Regions from separate parts of the Mus musculus genome. Here regions 2 and 3 are each linked to region 1. Evidence: chromatin contacts called from public Hi-C and promoter capture Hi-C data. All regions are on one chromosome and are shown on one strand. Each heading gives the region's core, a stretch centred on a gene start, on an enhancer-like site or on the middle of the called end of the contact. The rest is flanking DNA. Distances are from core to core; before and after follow the strand shown.

Region 1 (2,852 bases), core at 129-2,628:
TAAATAAAAATCCATTAACCACGAAATTTCTACTCCACATGCTTCAATTAAATTCTTAGTTAAGGAAATTTGTTTGCCTAAATGTAATTTGGCTTTACTTAACAGTTTGATAACTTATTATTGCCCCCCAAACATTTATTGTGGAGCAATGCAGTTATAATTTTACACAGTCCTACTCAGTAGTGGCGTGTTGGGTATTTATTTTTATATTTAAATAACAATCTCAATATTTAAGACCTGAAGCTAGGAGTGGTTCTTTACCCGGGATGGAATTTAATTTAGATACTTAAAAATAAACCGTTTTATTCAGCACCGAAGTTTTTCTAGAAGCCTCTGGGACCGTGGGCAAGCTGCGGGTGTAATAAATACTTCTGACCGCGTATACTTGTGTTGGCGGTGCTCTGACAAGTTCTTCCATTTGTTTCAGGAGACTTGCTAATATCTAAATCGGTGACAGGGTGTTCAAAGCGTTTGACAAACCGTGTGGCTGAGACGAACGTCCTCACACGTACCGAACCAATAAACCCCGGAGAGGAAACACAGGTTGCAATAAAAATAAAGTCTTGAGGTTAGCACCGGTTTCACGTAACTCTGGCTTCACAAGGCTCTCCCTCGGCTAGAGGAGCCATGCCCTGCAAACAGCCCACAGGGGACACATCATTTAAATAAATGTGTTTCTTTGCCCGAACAGAAGTTCAGATAGGCTCGATTATCATTAATTCTGCTCTTTTATTTCCTTTGCGGGCGCGGAACACCGAAATCCTGGCCTTTGAAGTGAGGCTGGCGGGGCTGACCCGGGTCCTCCCCGGCGCCGGCTCAGCGGTGCGGGAAGGAGGCGCCTGAGCGTGAACTCGTGGAAGCTGGAAAGGAGGGGTGAAGGGGTGGGAGTGAGGTGCAAATGTTGGTGACCCTAAAAATCAGGTTATCGGAATCGAACGAATCCTCAGAATCGGCGGCCCAGGGACAAACTGAGTCTGTGCACAAGCCGACAGAACAGTTAGGGGACTTCAGACGCCACGCTCGTTTTTTAAAAGAAACCCGTGGAACTCAAGCGCGGCGCAAGTCCCCTCGTGAGCTGGCAGGCGTGGACGGAAGCGGGACCGTAGTCTTCCTCATCCTTCTGCAGGTTTTCCCCTGGCTATGTGACAGCTAGGTGGCAGGCTCGGCCTGGTCCCCTCGGGGTCACCGCCAAGGCCCGGGGTAGCGCCGTGGGTGGGGGCGGAGGGGAGACGCGCGTGAACCTGCGGGCGTGCGGACCGCATCGCGGTGCACCCGCTGTGATTAGCTCGCGCGGCGACCCCGGAGGGCGGACTTTCCTCACCCTCGAGTCTCCTCCTCCCTCTGCCTTTTTAAGGGACGCCCTCCAGGCAGAGCTGTCAGCCACCCCAGGCCCTCTGCACTTGGCCGCGACTGGGCTGTCTCCCGCCTGCGTGACAGTCAGGGGCGGGAGCGGAATTAGCCGTTGGTCCCCGAGACCTGCACGTGGAGAGCCAAGCTCAGTTCCCGGCTCTGCCGGGTACCGGGCGACAGCCCACGATTGGGACATTGCCCGGCCCTGGAGTTGGTCGTTCAGGGCTCGACGGCCCGCAAGAATAGCGGCCTGGCCCCGGGTGCTCCTAGCGCGATGAGCCTGGCTAAAGGCGGCCGCTGCTTCAGTCGCAGCCTACGCGGTGGCCTCCCGCGATCCCTGGTCCCCTCACCCTCGCGCACCATGCTGTCCTCCGGCCAGCGGAGCCCGCAGAGCAGCCCACGCCTCCTGCCCAGCCGCTGCTAACCCACGAGAACGCGTTCTTGACCGGGAGGTCAACCGGCCGCGTGGTGCCTCGGGGAGGCGGAACCTTGGTCCCCCGGAGCTCCGGCTCCGCCCTCGGATTCTCCAGCTGCCACCGGGCGCGGGGCGGCGATGGGGGCGCTGCTGGCGTTCTGTCTGCTCGTGGGCTTGCTACGTTGGGGCCCGGCGGGCGCGCAGCAGCCTGGGGAATACTGCCACGGCTGGGTGGACGCGCAGGGCAACTATCACGAGGGGTTCCAGTGCCCCGAGGACTTCGACACGCAGGACGCCACCATCTGCTGCGGCTCGTGTGCGCTGCGCTACTGCTGCGCGGCAGCCGACGCCAGGTTGGAGCAGGGGGGCTGCACCAACGACCGCGGAGAGCTGGAGCATCCTGGCATCACCGCGCGTAAGTGCGGCATCCCTGGGCGGACATGGCTCGCCCACCCGACACAGGCACGCCTTACTAGCTCGGGCCACAAAGTGGACCACCTCTGGGTCTGGGGATTGAAGAAAAAGAGGGTGATCGTATTTCAGGTCAGGGGTCCTATCGCTTTGCAGTTTGGGTCCCGGCTGCACGTGATGCCCATGGTTCGGCCCTAGGGAAAGTTTGCAAGGGTTCGCAGGAACTGCTGGTCTGGCGGGAACCTGGTGCTTCTAGGGTAGACAGCTGGAGCTAGGTTGGGTTTCCTGGGCGCTCTGGTCAAGTGGGGGAACTCCGGAAGTGCGGGTGCCAGGGAACTCGACTCTGATCACCCCCTTATTTTCTTTTGTCGAGTAGTAGCATTTCGTCACTCTTCCAACTTCCTTACAATTCTCTGCATCCAATTACCCTCTCTAGTCCACCCCCTATTGTCACGCTTTTCAGAAACACCCAAGTCTTTGGAGGTGAGGATTTAAAATTCCGGGTCACAGGGATTTCTCAGGCCCCCTATTCTCACGTCGGAAAACACGGGTCAAATTTCCGCTCACTTGTCCACTTGCTCACTTAAGAGGTGAATAAATCAGGACCCCAGCTGAGGAAATTTACACCTTGAAAAAAAAGTTTTCCACTTGAGTTGGAACATCAGGGAAACCTTTT
Region 2 (2,852 bases), core at 219-2,718, 90 kb after region 1:
ACTAGAAAACTCCTCAGATCTGTGTTTCTTCTCCTCTAGGGTTAAAGACATGCGTCATCATGATGGCTTTTAGGGGGATTGTGGAGACTCCATCACGGGTCTCTATACGTGCAGAAAGTGTATTATCCACCAAAGCATTTCCACAACCTGAAATTCTTATTTTTAAATTTAAAAAGTTCAACAAGTCTTTTTGCCTAAGATACCTCTTTCTTTGTCTTGTGGTGGCACTCTGAAACCATGGGAATAATTGGAGACAGGTAAACCTGCCAGGTTTCCATTCAGGTCTGAAGGGTGAGACATTGGTTGTGTATATGTCTTCTTCAACTGGTTGTATGCATTCATTCAAAGGTGAAACACTGGCCTGGAGGTGTTTTATTTTGTTTTTGTTTTCTTTTTTTTCAAGAAGGTTAATAACACCAAAATCCAAGACATGACGAGAAAGCCCCAGCAATGCTTTTGGACAGTCAGTCTATTTTCTGGGAGACAAATGCTTCCTTCATCAGAGTCACCAGGAGAAACTTTCCCCTCTTTTTAGAACTGGCATTTTCCTATGTAGCTCAAGTTGGCCTCAAACTTATCTCCTGCCTCTGCCCTCTGAGTGCTGTGATCACAGGCTATGCCGACTGAAGAAGGAAGATGTTTTATATATGAGTTTTTAGAACCTGAGAATATGATTCTTTATAACAATGTAACATGAGACATTACCACTTTAACGTTAGTATGGTAGAAAAGCTGGAAACTATATAGTAATATGTGTCACTCATATGAAAGATGACTGACAGCCAGAACTTACTGCCTCATGGAAACTATTAAAGACGGAAAGTGATACACTTTGTATAAAAATTCTCATTACGCACAACAGAAAGCTATTGGACTCTTTCCACCACATTCTATGACACCTCTTTGCATGTACCACACACCACCATACCAATGCTCTGCCCAAGGTAACACCACACACACACACACACACACACACACACACACACACACACACACATACACAGAGGCAGCTAGACCTGCATGGCTCTGAGAAGCTAATTTCAATGACTAAGGTCCTACTGTGCTGTTTCAGAGGACAGCCCCAGAGCACTTGACAAGTCACACATTCATAACTTCATTCCTGAGACAGCATGCTCTGAGGTTTATGACTTGTTAATTGTTCTTTGTGCTCATGGAGTGAGCACCCCGAGCCTTCTTGCTGTCTATCAGTACAGTCTGAAAGGCAGACTGGCTGTTTTTCTTCCTCTCTGTGATGGGGAATACAGCTAATAATTTTTATAGATAGGCATTCTAGCTGCTCTCAGGATCCGCCTGAACTCGGAGCCACCGGATTTTTATGACAGATCAGAAGGCACTGTGCAAAGAGATGCTTCATCTCCTGCTGAGAAACAAATGAGCTCATCCCAGGAGGTCTGACCCCAGACAGCCAGATTTGTAAATTCGCCCCACTCCCGGGGAGTGAGTACATTCGCTCCCGGGGAGAAAGAGCTTCCCCAGACATTGTTTGGAAGGCTGGCAGTCAGGATTGCAGGCAAGAGTGCTAATCCACTGAGCCACAGTGTCTGCCGCCTACTCAAATTCATAAGGAGGCTTTAGATAGGACGAATTAGCTCACATTGAAGATTGATGCACTTTCTTTTTCTTTCTTTCTTTTTCCTATTCTTCTCTTCTCTCTTCTCTCTTTTCTTTTCTTTTCTTTTCTTTTCTTTTTTTTTCTTTTCCTTTTAAAGGGAAGCCCTTAACTTAAAATTATGTGGTGACTTACTGCTCTGGTATTTATCTGGTATTTACAACGTGTTAGGTAATTTGCTGGGCACTGGGAAGGATAAACCGGAGCAGTCCCTTCTTTCAATGAACTTGCGTGTTCTTGGAGTCTTCTCTCTCTTATTTTTTGGAAAAATAGGTAGTAAAAATACCTTTGAGGTATTTCTCAATTTGAGTTTCCACTTTACAAATCTAACAATAAAAACAAACCACGGTAACGATATATGAACAACGTGTGTTCTGGGTGGATTTGTCCACGTGACATAAACCTACATACACCCGGACTGTGGGTGGAGCGATCGCCTCCATCAGATTAGCTCCTGGCTATGTCTGTGGTGGGGATTTTCTTGATTGCCAATTGATGTGGTAGGGCCCAGTCCACTGTGGGCGGTGCCATTCCTAAATATGTGGGGCTCAGCTATATAAGAAAGGTACCCGAGCAAGCCATGAAGAATAAGCTAGCAAGCAGTGTGCCTCCATGGGCTTTGGCTCAGTTCCTGTCTTGAGTTCCTATCCTGGCTTCCCTTGCTGATGGGCTGCAACCTATCAGCCAAATAAACAAACCCTTTCCTCCCAAGGTACTATTGGCCATGTGTTCATCACCATAAGAGAGAGCAAACTGGAGTGCTGCATAATGACTATTTTTGATATTCCCTGTTCTCTTTCAGGTTGTCATTTATAGTACTGGCTATCTAAAAACACTTAGAACAGTGCTGATCTAGGAAGCATGTGGCAATGATAGAGAAGACTAAAATAAAAGCAGGCATGCTGGCACAAGCGACAGAAGGAAAAAGCCTCACCCGGCCCTGTTTGAGGCCACTCCTGGTGGCTCCTTTTCCAAGGACCATGCGGTCAAGCCTCTGAGTTGTTCCTCCACCACATCCTTGCCACTGGGGCCCCACTTCCTTCTTCCTGTACATGCGATCCATGCCTTCTTGCCCTTCTAAACATGTCTATACGTCATTGCTATGTACCTTGTATGCACAAAGTTGAGGAATACCTTCAGTGTGGGTATGTTCTCTAACCTGATCCAGTTTGCCCTGGTGGGTCTCAGATCACTTTTTCAGTTCTAATTCTGCTATTTCTTT
Region 3 (2,852 bases), core at 185-2,684, 65 kb after region 1:
ACATAGCAAAATGCTTTACTCACTGAGCCCTTGAATATTCTTATCCCTCAAACCCCAAATCCATAAGCCCTCAGTCTGCAACCTTCTGAGTGCCAACATGATGTTGAAAATCCATCACCTGGTCTCATGTGACAAATATTTCCGCTTATGTGTGTCAGGTTTGTGGAAAATCTTATACATGAAACATGAAATAATTTTTATGAAATATGAATGAAATGTATGCTTAGACTTGGGGCTCATCTCCAAAGTCTATAAGCACATGTTCAAACTTTAGAACCCCAAGTTCTGAATCGTGCTGAACCCACGCACTTTGGATAGGGACTCTCAAGTGGGTGCTGTTTTCAAGTCTACTTAAAAAGTTGTTTCTTGCTACATGGTGTTGGGGAATGGGGGTGTATAGCAAAGCAAATGTAATGTGACTCAGGCTTCTGCTGCTGTGAGTTCCTTGACAGGATGCATGGCAACCTGGAACTGTGAGCGACATGAACCCTTTCTCCCTTAAGTTGCTTTTTGTTAGAATATTTTACCAGAGTAGCAGGAAAAGAAGCTAAGACTGATGGGTGTGGCATATGGCCCCTGGATAGTCCTGCCTGCACTTAGTAGGTCCAGATGATGGAAGATGGCCTCCTTGACAAGCATAGGAGAGTTTATTTCAGATGAGGGAAAGAACACAAGGTGGATTCTTTCCACACCCAAATCTGCCAGAGCATAAATCTTCTCCTGATGAGTTTCCGGCTCTTCAGTCCTCCCCGCCCCCATCAGAGTTTGCTTTCTTGACTTTTGTGTGTGCTTATGGAGTTGTACAATATCTATAATAGCCTAGAGCAGTAGTTCTCACCCTTCCTAATGCTGCGATCCTTTAATACAGTTTGCTTATGCTGTGGTGACCCCCCCCAAAACCATAAAACATATTTTCACGGCGACTTCATAAACTGTTATTTTGCTACTGTCATGAATTATAATGTAAAGATCTGATATGCAGGATATCTAATATGCAGCCCTGTGAAAGGGTTGGTTGACCCCCCCACCAAATGGGTGGTGACCCTCAGGTTGGAATCACTGGCCTAGAACAACCATACAGTGAAGCTAGTTAATTCTAGTGCTTATCACAAACTATACGTCTATGGCTGGGAGGTTATAAGTCTTTAGCTTTCTAACTACCAACAGTGTTCAACTATATAATCTAGAAGCATCATAACAGCACTGTTTTCTTCTCCTAGATGTGTGTATGTCCTTATCTGTATACAGCTTCTCTGACTTGTGGGTTTTCAACAAGACTGAAAAGATTCACTACTGTCTTCCACAGTTGCTTTCTCTTTTCTGGAAGCAGTGGGAGACTCTATTGGAAAAAGATCATGAATGTAGCATGTGCTGCGGAGGTCTGTTTTTCTTCCCGTGCACCACAAACAAGAGGGTGGTCCCTTGTGATGTAACCGAGGAGTGAGCTGAGTGCTGTGTGCTTCTCAGATAGCTCCTGGCTGCAGTTTCTGCACATGTTATTCATTATTGCTCCCATTTGTTACATAGCAACTTGCAGTGCCCCGTGAACATTAGATCAGAGAGCACTGGAATGTTTTGTCATTCAAGCTAAGAAATATATAGGTGGTCTACTTTTTTTAAAATTTATTTATTTTTCTGTGTTTGAGTGTTTTGCCTGCATGCGTATCTGGTGCCAGCAAGAGTCAGAATAGGGTATTGGATCCTCTGAGTTTGATGCTACAGACTGTTGGGTGCTACCACATGGGTGCTGGGAATCAAACTTGGGCCCTCTGGAAGAGCATCCAGTGCTCTTAACCACTGAGCCATCCTTCCAGCCCCAGGTGGTCTGTGTTATACAAGCTTTGTTCTGCACTCATTGAGTAGAAATGATTGTCTCTCTGAATACAACATGAGTAATGATTATATGTGCATGTATCTACACAGGCAAAAAGAATTATATGGCATAATTACATGGATAGCCAAAAGACTTCTAATGTTAAAGGCAAGAATATTACTCTACTGATATATTTTAAAATGTATAGGAGAGATTTGGGGGGAGATTATCATCCTAAAGCACAATTTAGTATAATGAATTATTGTATTCCTTTTGGCCACCCATAAGAGATAAAAAACAGGAGGAACATGGAAGGATACAGTTGCTATAGTTTCAGGTCTGTTGCTCTAAACACCCTGACCCAGAGTACCTTTGGGGAGGAAATGTTTTATTTCTGCTCCTTTCACTGAGGAAAGTCAGGGCAGCAACTCAAGTCAGAGCTTGAAGCAGAAACGATGAAGGTATGCTACTTGCTGACTCGCTATTTGACTCATTCACCACTCCTACTTTGCTTTCCTAAACGCAGGACGCCTGCCTAGGAATGGTGACACCCACAGTGGGCTGGGTTCTCCTGCATCATTAATAATCAAGGAAATCCCCATCAGACAATGCCCAGAGGACAGCCAGATCTGGGCAATCCTTTAATTGAAACTCCCTTCTTAGGTGATTCTGGGCTGTATCAAGATGATTTAAAGCTAACTAGGGCAACTCTATTAATCACCATGATGTGTTTTCTACATGTAGTAATCAAGCTTTGTTACTTATTAAGCTTGAGGTTCATCCCTGGCTGCTCTTTAGAAGTCAGCCAGGATGTGCTGCACGTTCCTTTCTTCCTAACTTCCTAAAGTCTCTCCTGGGACTGTCAGTCTACTCTCCACTGGGACGTATTTGGTTGACAAATAACGCACTTGCAAAAAGAGAGAAAAACCTAACTTAATCTTACTGCTTTCTTTCTTTTAATTAAAATTTGTTAGGTTCATTTATAATGCTTGAAGCCGAGACGATATTAATATGTAGCAAAATGTATGTTACACATACC

Evidence for each region. Promoter capture Hi-C pulls out the DNA fragments that hold promoters and counts their contacts. Hi-C and Micro-C count contacts between places; a contact is called where the count stands out from the background.
Region 2: a Hi-C map of cardiomyocytes shows a contact between it and region 1, with 1.6 times the contacts expected there. The contact joins the enhancer-like site here to the promoter of Shisa3 in region 1. A contact is called at or near these places in 1 of 39 promoter capture datasets (3T3-L1-derived adipocytes), 1 of 484 Hi-C or Micro-C datasets (cardiomyocytes), 4 of 115 datasets of contacts at active chromatin or transcription factors (craniofacial prominence and embryonic stem cells) and 1 of 9 other capture datasets (embryonic stem cells).
Region 3: a contact with region 1 is called in a promoter capture Hi-C map of second pharyngeal arch cranial neural crest, with 2.4 times the contacts expected there. The contact joins the enhancer-like site here to the promoter of Shisa3 in region 1. A contact is called at or near these places in 2 of 39 promoter capture datasets (3T3-L1-derived adipocytes and second pharyngeal arch cranial neural crest), 2 of 484 Hi-C or Micro-C datasets (embryonic stem cells and nephron progenitors), 3 of 115 datasets of contacts at active chromatin or transcription factors (craniofacial prominence and embryonic stem cells) and 3 of 9 other capture datasets (adipose tissue, embryonic stem cells and pancreatic islet).

What each region holds. Positions count from the first base shown.
Region 1 is chr5:67,606,505-67,609,356 of GRCm38.p6, forward strand. Shisa3 (shisa family member 3) reads left to right here and starts at 1,379. Exons shown (of 2, transcript NM_001033415.3): 1 at 1,379-2,180. The coding sequence starts at 1,904.
Region 2 is chr5:67,695,958-67,698,809 of GRCm38.p6, forward strand. The region is part of intron 24 of Atp8a1 (ATPase, aminophospholipid transporter (APLT), class I, type 8A, member 1); the gene reads right to left. It overlaps Gm46914 (a long non-coding RNA gene), which reads right to left. Exons shown (of 2, transcript XR_001784868.2): 2 at 1,707-2,852. Among named protein-coding and RNA genes, the nearest start is that of Gm46914, 5.6 kb to the right of the region's middle. Within about 2 kb of position 1,469, at least 62 of the 459 cell types and tissues checked have an H3K27ac peak or open chromatin away from gene starts, as enhancers often do. A contact at or near this core is called in cardiomyocytes, where this site is marked.
Region 3 is chr5:67,671,752-67,674,603 of GRCm38.p6, forward strand. The region is part of intron 25 of Atp8a1 (ATPase, aminophospholipid transporter (APLT), class I, type 8A, member 1); the gene reads right to left. Among named protein-coding and RNA genes, the nearest start is that of Gm46914, 30 kb to the right of the region's middle. Within about 2 kb of position 1,435, at least 6 of the 459 cell types and tissues checked have an H3K27ac peak or open chromatin away from gene starts, as enhancers often do. A contact at or near this core is called in craniofacial prominence and second pharyngeal arch cranial neural crest, where this site is marked.